Linked DNA regions of Danio rerio: region 2 is linked to region 1. Evidence: chromatin contacts called from public Hi-C data. All regions are on one chromosome and are shown on one strand. Each heading gives the region's core, a stretch centred on a gene start, on an enhancer-like site or on the middle of the called end of the contact. The rest is flanking DNA. Distances are from core to core; before and after follow the strand shown. Region 1 holds the start of fam20cb (FAM20C golgi associated secretory pathway kinase b). Region 2 overlaps fam20cb (FAM20C golgi associated secretory pathway kinase b).

Region 1 (5,230 bases), core at 1,205-3,704:
TGACCCAGGTATACCAAATAAGGCAATAAATGGAATAAATATTTTGGTTTGAGGAATTATTTTATCATGTGAGAAGAATATGAGGTGGTTTGGAGGTCAGGGACAGTTGTCAAATATACAGTTTCTTGTTAAAAATACAAAGATATTCTGCCCACAATTTAAAGTGATCATCCAATCAGATTCAAGAATTTAGGAGAACCATGTAATAAGTTGAGGTTGACCTTGGTGCTTCACATAAACGCATCCCATCAAGCAAAATTCTTCTTGACGATATGCATGCCTGGCAGGAGATACTTTTCCACAGCATGGCGTTTGATTAAGTCTAAATTGCACGCTCTTCTCATTCATTTACCCTGCTGGAATCCACTAGCAGTGAATCTCAGTCCAATTTTATTGATGCATCCGCAGACAGACTGCAGGAAGAGTCTAACCATTATCTTGAAGAAACTTCATTCAAAGAATCTTTTTAAATCTGCACTCAAACACTGCACTCGAATCAGCGTCACAACTGTACAAACGCAATCCAAAAATCACTTCTCTGAATGGCGTTCAACTCCAATGCTGCTCATTGTGTACTAATTGTTGTGCAATCTCAAATATTAACTTACCAACACTGGTGATCCTTTGCGAAACCAGATCCTTCAGCATTGCGTCAATAACCGGGTTATGCCTGGAGTAAAGCTCATACCGGTTGATCCCAATGTGGAAGCGGAGCCAGTTTGGGTAGGAGTCTGAAGACATCTCACCCGTAGGCGCATAATCCCCATCTTTACTTTCCCCATTCCTATGAAAATACAAAAATGTGTTAAATGTAATACCATTTTACAAACGCATAGACAATTCTGTGTTTTTGTGTTTTAAAGTTTGTTTGTTTTTTATTCAATGCATAGAAATAATAATAACAATAATAATAATAATAATAATAATGGTTATTATGACTATACAATATTAACTTTACTACTATATAATCTATTTTATTTTTAAATAATAGTATAATCATAGTAGATTTATCAACATAAAATAACAAATAATTAATATACATGTATGGCTATTTATATTTTAATTATCAAAAATGTTAATAAACATACAATAACACCAGTAATAAAATATTAATAATAATAACAATATGTTTTTTATCATTATGTACTAGATATCAGTATTATTTAAGGGCAACAGCTGTTTGTCTCCACTGAAGAGTGTGTATTTAATGTTTGTGAGAAAGAAACACAGCTGCTCAACCTACCACTCTGGATTCTCCGCAGCTTTAGGGTCAAACCGTATATCAGTGTTGACATTGAATAAAGTGTCTTCGTCAGTTAAAGGAGGCAATGGCCTGGTGTATAAAGGATGCTCAAACAGCGCCGAGAGCCTCGAACCCTTGACCGCTGCGTTCTTGAAGGCAGAGTCCCGCGTCGCGAGCCTCCTCTCATCACCTGTCAGCTGCTCAAATCTCTTCAAAGCCTCGGCTCTCTCACCGACCATCATCTTTTCCAGCGAGTGAGAGGTCAGGTTGGAGCTGGGCTCGTTGCTGAAGTCTTGAAGTATTCGGAGTGTGTGTTTATTAGGCCAGCCGGACTCTGATCCCGGCTTGGCTCGATGCTTAGCCCAGTTCTGCGGCTCTTCGCTGGGTGTGTGTGAGCACGAGCACGCGCTACCGCTCCGTCTCTCCAGCTTCGGTAACAAGTCTATCATAATGTGCATGGAGCAGGCTATAAGAAACACCATCAAAATCAAGACGCGGAATTTTCTAAAGAGGATCATCTTCAGGCTCTCGCGTTCGAGAAACGACTTGTTTGGAATGTCAGGGATAAAAGTGAGCAAGCGCACTACATCGCCAACTGTACATAAAACACGGGCTCCCAATTTTAGGAGGGGAACGCATGGAACGTCTCCGTTTTCATGTGCCAGTTTAAGGGCAGAGATGAGGGTTTATTCGGTGAAGCGCTCGTGTACATCCATGCCAAACAATAATCCAGTTATTTACGTGCGCTCGCGATTAAATTCCTCCCGTGCGGTCAGTTGACGAGACGCGACACAGTCACTCATAGTCTGTTTGACCATTTAATAGCTCGTATGCAGTAGATATCTGCGAAATGCGAACAAGTCAAGCCTCGTCGGATACAGTAGACTATCCAGAAAAGTGCGCGTTCGCGATGTCCATTTCGGCGTGCGAAGAAAACATCTGCCGCTTTTCATACAGCGCACGAGATGCCTTTCACAGCTGCACAAGTTCATTCGCTCGTCTTATCCGGTGTGAATCGAGGCTGTTCAAACGGTGAAAGCGACGAGACGCATGCAGGCAGCCCTGGCAGGTCTCGAGAAAGTGTGGCATCGCACCTCCTTCCGTCCGTCGACAAATGTGATATGTGGAGAAAGTTTCATCGTTTCCTGCCGCTCGTCCAGCTCTCGTGAAGGTGATGTCTGCCCGTTGACAGGCGCTTGAGGAAATACCTCGGTCGGATGTTCGGGGTGGGTGTGTTAAATATCATGATGCTGAAGCCCCTCGCACATTGAGGATTGGCTGAGCTTGAAAACGGCAGGACAGGCAGCCCAGGCTCGCTTCTTCCTGTAGCGTCAGATTGTGCAAGAAGAGGGCGTCTGAACACACACTGCTGCCCATTATTGTCTGAAATGACTTTTTAAGATGTGCTTAACACGCACGCCCTAACCGCTCTCTACCACCTTATTTTGGTGGAAAATTTCGGGACTGTTTCTTCATGTCAGTAAGCAGTTGAGCAAGACTAGAGGAATATAAGCAGGCTAGAAATATGCTTAAGGCATTGGTTTAAGATTTACAGACCTTCAGGCCATCCAGTAGGCTAAGCAGGTGACTCTTTCAGATGAACATTCAAGATTTTTAGACATTTTTGTAGGGCAGTGCCACTTTGGAAAAAAGAAGCATTGGGGAGAGCGGGTCACAAAGCAACACTTTTTGATTTTGGAAAAATTATGACCAAAGTAGGGGGTTAGACAAACCATTTTTTTAACCAACAACACACAAGCCTCTCCTACAAATAAGCACCGAAAGTATGATCGCCAGACCTATGGTTTCTGTGCAGTATTTACCCCACCTGTGAGTCAAATCAGAAAAGAGGGTTAATTAAAAAGGCAGATTACTTTTGGATAAACACATTTTGATTTATTTGCATTATTATACAATACATTTATTTGTATTATTATCAATAAAATGTATTTTATTTTCTAGTAAACATTTTTTAATATAAAAAGCTCTCAATATTACACTCAAAATTGTAAAATTATTTTGTTCATCTAATTGGTGTCTGTGGCCTAATTTGTAACACCCTGTTACAACTAACCCTGCTACAGTATGTCTTGTTTTCCCAAAACTGGCTAGCAGTCACTGTTTTTTTAACTTTCAAAATGGTTTTACCTTTTGGCCTAAAAGACAGTAGTCACAACAATCAAAAATTTTACTAACATAGTTTCACAATTTTTCTAAAAATAAAAAAATATTGACTATAATAAAAAAATACTTATATTCTGCAAAAAGGGTTTCTCCTGTGTTTCCCATCCATAATTAAATATAATTTGTTGTTGTTAATTATTACTTTCTTGCACACACCAGTTTCACTTCATAAGACCTCAAAATATCATTAGGAGCTTGAGTTTTAATTTTGTTGAACCTATACTGTATGTTGTTTTTGACTTTCTAAGTGGTCACCATTGATCTGCATTTTATGAATCAGCAAGGTTTAATCTTCTTCATTGATCCAATTAAAAAATAATAAATAAAAACTCACACACATCCTTGAAGACCTGACGGTGAATAAATTAGGAAGTGTTTATTTCTGAAAGAACTACCTCTTTTAAAATTTTACATTAAAATAAATACGGACAACCCCCCTCGTTGGGTTACTTTTTTCAATAGCATTAAATTTAATTTGTTAAATGTAACAATTTTTTGTGGATTTGTCAACATTTGACCCAATGCTGGGTTACAAAAACCCAGCATTTTAGAGTGTAAGTAAAGAAAATAAATAAATAAAAAGGATTTGTCTAGAACGTTTACTCAGCCTTGAGTCACTTCAAAATGTCTGACTGTCGTTCTTCTCCGTCACAAAAAGAAAAGTAGGGATGACTAATTCATGAAGAGATCCTTCACCCTGGAAATGTGCGAATTGAATAACATGATTCATTATTTGCTAACAAATCAGACATGATTTGATTTGTCAAGTAGAACTAATATAAATGTCAAGATTTCCAGTAAATCACTCACTAAGTTATACCTTTAAATCAGCCATTCTTGATCATTTTAACTCCAAGGTCTTACTGTACAAATGATCCTAGATGTATCTGAAATTTCTGCTGTATTTTAAATCTGTTAAATACAATGCAGTTTAGCACTTTATTTCTTTGACCAAGTTTAATGGAAAAGTTCTAAAATAATAACAAATTAAAACAAATCTGTTTGTTTCTTTAAACATTTAATTTTTCTAATGTCCATTGACAAAAAATAGGTACACTCAAAAATGACTTTTGACTTTTGTTCAAATTACTTATTTAAAATGAGTAGAAACAACAAACTTTTTAAGTTTTTTTGGGACAACTTTATTGTTTTGTGTTCAGTCCACTTAAATTTGTAAAAACATTTAAGTTAACTTAATCAATTTGTGTTAGGGCGACATAAAGGAATTGTGTTAACACATCATTTTTTACAGTGTATTTTTCAGTGTCAATGTATTATTCAAAGAAGTAAACTTTTGCCGAAAAAATATCATTTTAACATGGCCTCATCTAAGCAATAAGACAATCAGGACCCTGTTTTTTTTATTTGATTGACAGAAGCTGAGAGAACAAATTTTAAAAAAGTAAATTTAAACAAGTTCACATCTATAATTGAACAATACAGTCCAAAACAATGAAGATGATGAAATAAAAGATGTCACCAAAATTCACTTTGATCTGATCATGAAATGAACACGTGCCTGCTAATACAAAGAGCAGGTTCAGGACATCACAGAGACATGTAGACAGCACTAATTACCTAATTATTATTTATTAGGTCAAATGTCACATTTCAGACAAGAGAGCTGTCAGAGATGACAATGAAAGACTGATTGTCTGCAGTTGATTTGGTAACAATACTTCAGAAACAGAGCACTGATTGTTTTTTGGTATCCGCATGAGGAAAGAGCTAATTAATGACAAGGCTAATTTCTAGCAGGCTCGATTTCACTGTGAGAAAGCTTCTGTTCTTTCATCTAGCCAC
Region 2 (5,230 bases), core at 1,634-4,133, 95 kb before region 1:
ATACTATTGAAAGTGACTGCTGGATGTAGTAGCCTACCTGGTGAAATGAAGAAAGTTCTCCACAGTTTTTTGTCACGGGTCACGTCTCGGATCTCTTTGGTCATATTAACTAGTCTCCCGGCCACCGGCGGCACTCTGCGGAAATCCAGGATCCTGCAAAACAATTTAGTATCATTTAGTTTTTGACTTCATAACATGCAATTAATAAACCATCAATAAATGCTGTACAAAAGTATTTAAAAAGAAACCATTATTAAATTATATTAACCATTATTAAACCATAGATTAAATTACAGTAAATTAAATTACAGTAGTTGCGTTACATTTAAAACATTGAACAATAGGTTATTACAGTATTCACTAATATTTTCTGAATGTTAGTTAATAAAAATAAAGTTGTTAGGTCATCTTAAATATTAAATATATTAACTATAATTTCCTTATGAACTGTTATTATAAAGTGTAACAAAAGTGACTGAAACAATAGCTAATATTAACACTATGAAGTAACATAAAAAATTATTCTCCTCAGTTAATGTATTATATAATGCATGAATTATTGCAAACACTATGAACTGAAATGAACAAGCTACAAATTTTTGTAACTGTGTTACTAAGGATAAGAAAAGTAGTTAATAAATGGAATACAGATATGTTGCTCTTAGTCAGGTAATAATCAATGCATTAATTAATGCCCCGTTACTGATACTAATAATAAATAAATGAGCTAACATTCACCTGGTTAAATAAATGCTATAAAATGTATTGCTCAATGTTAAATAATGGATCAACTAACACCATGAACTAATAGGCAATGAAAAATGATAATGCTTTAAACTAACATTAACAAAAATAAATAAAGCTGTAAAAATATTCTGCTCTGTAATATATTAACTCATGTTAACACTGTGAATTTAAATGATCCAGCAATGATCATTCACATTTGTATTAATACGAATGAAGTAAAACGTAAAGAAATAAATAAAAGTAAATATTTTCCCAACTTGCAAAGTTGAATTAATAAACCTCGTATATTGCACTTTAAGCTGAATACTGGTATCTTGCAAAATAACTATAAAATATAAAAATAAATAATGTTGTTTACTCTGACTTTATGGTAAAGACAAAAGAAAATTTAGATTAGAAATTAGTTATTAAAATTATTATGTTTAAAAAGTACTTGGGAAATAAAAATATATACAGTATAAAGCCTGTACCCAGCCTGGTGTAAGGAACGGATGGTTGTTTTTTCTCAAAATGTAGACCTTTTTGCATTTAATTACCTCATTTTCTATTTATTCATGAGATTTAAATACTGAATTTAGGCACTATTTTGAGCTGGATTAACTTGTCGGATGGTCATCATAACCACACTTTTTGATGTACCAAAACATTTCCTTAACATTTAGAATAAAGTAAAATCAATAAATACTTATTTTTAAAATAGAAATTTATAACAAAATATATCATTAGAAAGAAAAATAGGAATCTGGTTAAGTTTTAAATAAAAAACTGTAGCCAATTGTCATTTATTAGGCAAATAACAAACTGGGGGCTGCACGGTGACACAGAGGGTAGCATGTTCACCTCACAGCAAAAAGGTTGCTGGTTCGAGCCTCGGCTGGATCAGTTGCCGTTTCTGTGTGGAGTTTGCATGTTCTCCCCGTGTTCGAGTGGGCTTAGTTAACTCAAAATTTACTGAAAGTTAATTCTACTAATTTAAAAAGAGTTTAGCGAAGCACTGGTGCAGTAAGTAGTGCTGTCGCCTCACAGCAAGAAGGTTGCAGGGTCGCTGGTAGCTGGTTTCTTTGTGAAGTTTGCATGTTCTCCCTGCCTTCGCGTGGGTTTCCTCCGGGTGCTCTGGTTTCCCCCACAGTCCAAAGACATGTGGTACAGGTGAATTGGGTTGGCTAAATTGTCTGTAGTGTATGAGTGTGTGCGTGAATGTGTGTGTGGATGTTTCCCAAAGATTGGTTGCGGCTGGAAGGGCATCCGCTGCGAAAAAACTTGCTGGATAAGTTGGCGGTTCATTCCGCTGTGGCGACCCCTGATTAATAAAGGGACTAAGCCGACAAGAAAATGAATGAATGAATGAAAAGAGTTTTGAACTCAGTGCTAAAGGCAATGGGTCAATTAAATACCTCATTACTTCAACTTAAATGGAGCAAGTTCACAGTACTCATATTGATTAGTTTTTTTAACTGAAATGGTTTGTTGCAATCAGTTTCCTCATACAGTTTTAGTTGCTTCTTGAGTTTTACAGTACTCAGTTGGTTTGAGTTCTCTTCATTTATCAGGTTTTACTTTGCTCAAATTGCTTTTTTTACTCAAATGAATTAGGTTCACAGTACTTATTAGGATTAGTTTTTGAACTTAAATGGGTTACTGCAATCAGTCTGTAAACTGTTTTCTCGAACGAAAACAACGAAAGATGACATCACTTACATTCGATTGTATGTTTTCTTGCACAAATGGATGTTAGACTAAAATAATAGCAAAACTGATTAGCTGAGTTCACAATGATGTGATGGTCAACAGATGATTTATTTTGGCAATTTAGCTGAATTTAATTAAACACAAAAAATTTATAAAACAAACAAACTTTTCTAATGTACTAACTTTTCTCCAATAGAGGGCGCTCAGACTACACTATAAAATACATCATAGATGTTCAATATTAAATCATCACATTGTAAAAAATGAGTAATTTGTTATATATCCTTTATTGACTGTATACCACACATATTTTATTGAGTAAATAACACTTTTTTATCAGAATTTACAACCTAGTGACTGATGTGACCTTGCACAAACCTCTATGTATTCCTGAACATTAAATAAACATGTTTGTCTTTCTCCCAGACTGAGCTAGTTAGGTGTGAGTATTTCTCATTCATGTTTTAAAGGTGATTCACCCCTGCGTGCGAGAGCAGACCCTATGCTGACAGGACAACTTAAAAAGATCTCCCTGCAAACAGCTAATGGACGAGGCCTAGAGAATAAAAGCACTTGAAGCTTCTAATTGCCCAGTCATGCTGACAGAGATGACAGAGAGAGTTTCCTCTGCTCGCTGTCCGGTCTGTGAACAAATGAAAAGTTGTGATTTCAGAGTCCTGCTCCTCAAAGAACAGAGTCTACAATCAGAGTTTCCCTTCCGCTCAAATCAGATCATTAATGACGAGTTGTCAGATAGCAGTCGCAGGCTCTCCAGGACAGAGACACCCACTTTAAAATAAAAATAACAACCTGCACTTGAACTCAGTTGATATTTAGAAAAGTTTTAGAGAAAAATTATTTTATATAAGGTGCGTCCCAAATCACATACTCGTACACTATTCTACGCCATTTTGTAGTATAATACTACAAATTACAAATACTCAAACTATTGTTAATTGAGTAGTTTTTCTCAGAAATCATAATTTCTAAGTAGTTTGAAAGATGTGCACTTTTACTGTCCTTGAGTACATTTTTAGTGCTGTATCGGTACTTTTACTCCACTACTTTCCTTCAACCTGCAGTTACTACTTTATTCTTCTTGTTTATTGGGGATTAGAAAAATCAGTCCTGTAATTCCTGTCCAACTAAATCACACATAGAAGGTAAATCGCATCATAATGAACTACCTCAAGACATGGGCGCTTTATAAATGCAGCAAACTGTTGGGAATCATTAAAAGATGTCTAAAATGTTTTACACGCATTGACCCTGAGACAATGAAAAGATGATGGATGTTTACTGTGTGATGACCAAAAAGGCCTTAAACACCAAGCAGGCACAAGACAGCAACATGACATCAGATCAACTTTACACACGTCATGGAGACATTGCATTTTATTCGGAAATGAAAATTGGGTTGACATCAGAACCCAAAGTCCGATGTCAATGTACAACATCCAACCTAAAATCAACAAAATTTCAACGTCTACTGATGTTACAGCTTGAAATTGTGTGGACGTTACCACTATGATGTCTATCAGATGATGGATTTTGGTTGCCATACCTGATGAATAAATGTCAGTATTTGATGTCAATATGACGTTGGTTTAAGATGTTGGCTCAACATTAGATTTTGGTCACTTTCCAACACAACCTAAAATCAATTAAATATCAACATCATGTGTTGTCGTCATTGGGCATCAAAATAACGTTGACCTTAGACTCTGGCTAGACACTAAATTTTGGTCACCTGACATCACTAAATCTAACCTAATATTAATGTCTTATAATGTTGTGTGCCTGCTGGGCAATAACTAAATGCACTACAGAATGTTACGTTTACACAAACATGCAAAAATTGCAAATGCATCAGCTTTTTACAGCGTAATACTTACGGCTCATGAGTACTTTTGAAAGGGCGACTTTTTACTTATACTTTGAGTAATATTTACAACAGATACTTTTACTCTACTTGCACTACATTTTTGGGCAAGTGATAGCACTTCTACCTATGTATGATTTTTCTGTACTCTTTCAGCCACTGATAATACTTTAAGTAGTGCATTAACAGTGAAATAAATAGCAAGATTATGCACTTATTCAACTGTGGAAACTTAACGCGCTCAACATCGCAGCATTGCTCAATAGCGGAAGGGAGGGAGTTATCGCATAAAGTTTGGTTTATTTAATCTATTTCGGATTGTGCTAGCAGAATTCTAGATGAGTGAGTATGTCGCCTCTTGATGGTGAATGTGGTTATTGTCATGACAGGTAGGCTACTATTTTGGCAACCGTCAAACATTGTCTGGGAAATGGTTTAAATAGTAAAAGAAAACCATTCATATAATGTGCTACTGAGTGTGTATGCATTAGTGCAATAGTGTGCCATTTGGGATACAGTGATAAGGTTTAAGAAGAATAAAGCTTAAAGACGTCAGAGCACTCCTCTGATGGCTACTTATTCTGGAGTATGATAAATGTATAGTAGGTCTATTGTGAAAATGTATTCATTTTGGCCAGGCGTGACCAACCCTGTTCCGGGAGATCGACCTTCCTGCAGATTTCAGTTGCAACCCAAATCAAACACACCTGCCTGTAATTATCAAGTGCTGTTCAGGTCCTAATTTTTTGGTTCAGGTGTGTTTGATCATAGTTGGAACTGAACTTTGCAGATAGGTCAATCTCCAGGAACAGGGTTGAGCACAACTGATTTAGGCTCTATCTAAAGGCAATTTGGTCACAGCCATTCGTTATTCTATTAGTATTCTTCCGACCGATTTACTTACCATCTTTA

Evidence for each region. Hi-C and Micro-C count contacts between places; a contact is called where the count stands out from the background.
Region 2: a Hi-C map of an unstated tissue shows a contact between it and region 1, with 2.0 times the contacts expected there. The contact joins the enhancer-like site here to the promoter of fam20cb in region 1. A contact is called at or near these places in 2 of 18 Hi-C or Micro-C datasets (caudal fin and an unstated tissue).

Annotation. Positions count from the first base shown.
Region 1 is chr12:19,858,321-19,863,550 of GRCz12tu, reverse strand. It overlaps fam20cb (FAM20C golgi associated secretory pathway kinase b), which reads right to left and starts at 2,454. Exons shown (of 10, transcript XM_683800.10): 1 at 1,244-2,454; 2 at 609-784. The coding sequence starts at 1,761.
Region 2 is chr12:19,953,569-19,958,798 of GRCz12tu, reverse strand. It overlaps fam20cb (FAM20C golgi associated secretory pathway kinase b), which reads right to left. Exons shown (of 10, transcript XM_683800.10): 5 at 38-153. Among named protein-coding and RNA genes, the nearest start is that of foxl3, 27 kb to the left of the region's middle. Within about 2 kb of position 2,883, at least 3 of the 62 cell types and tissues checked have an H3K27ac peak or open chromatin away from gene starts, as enhancers often do.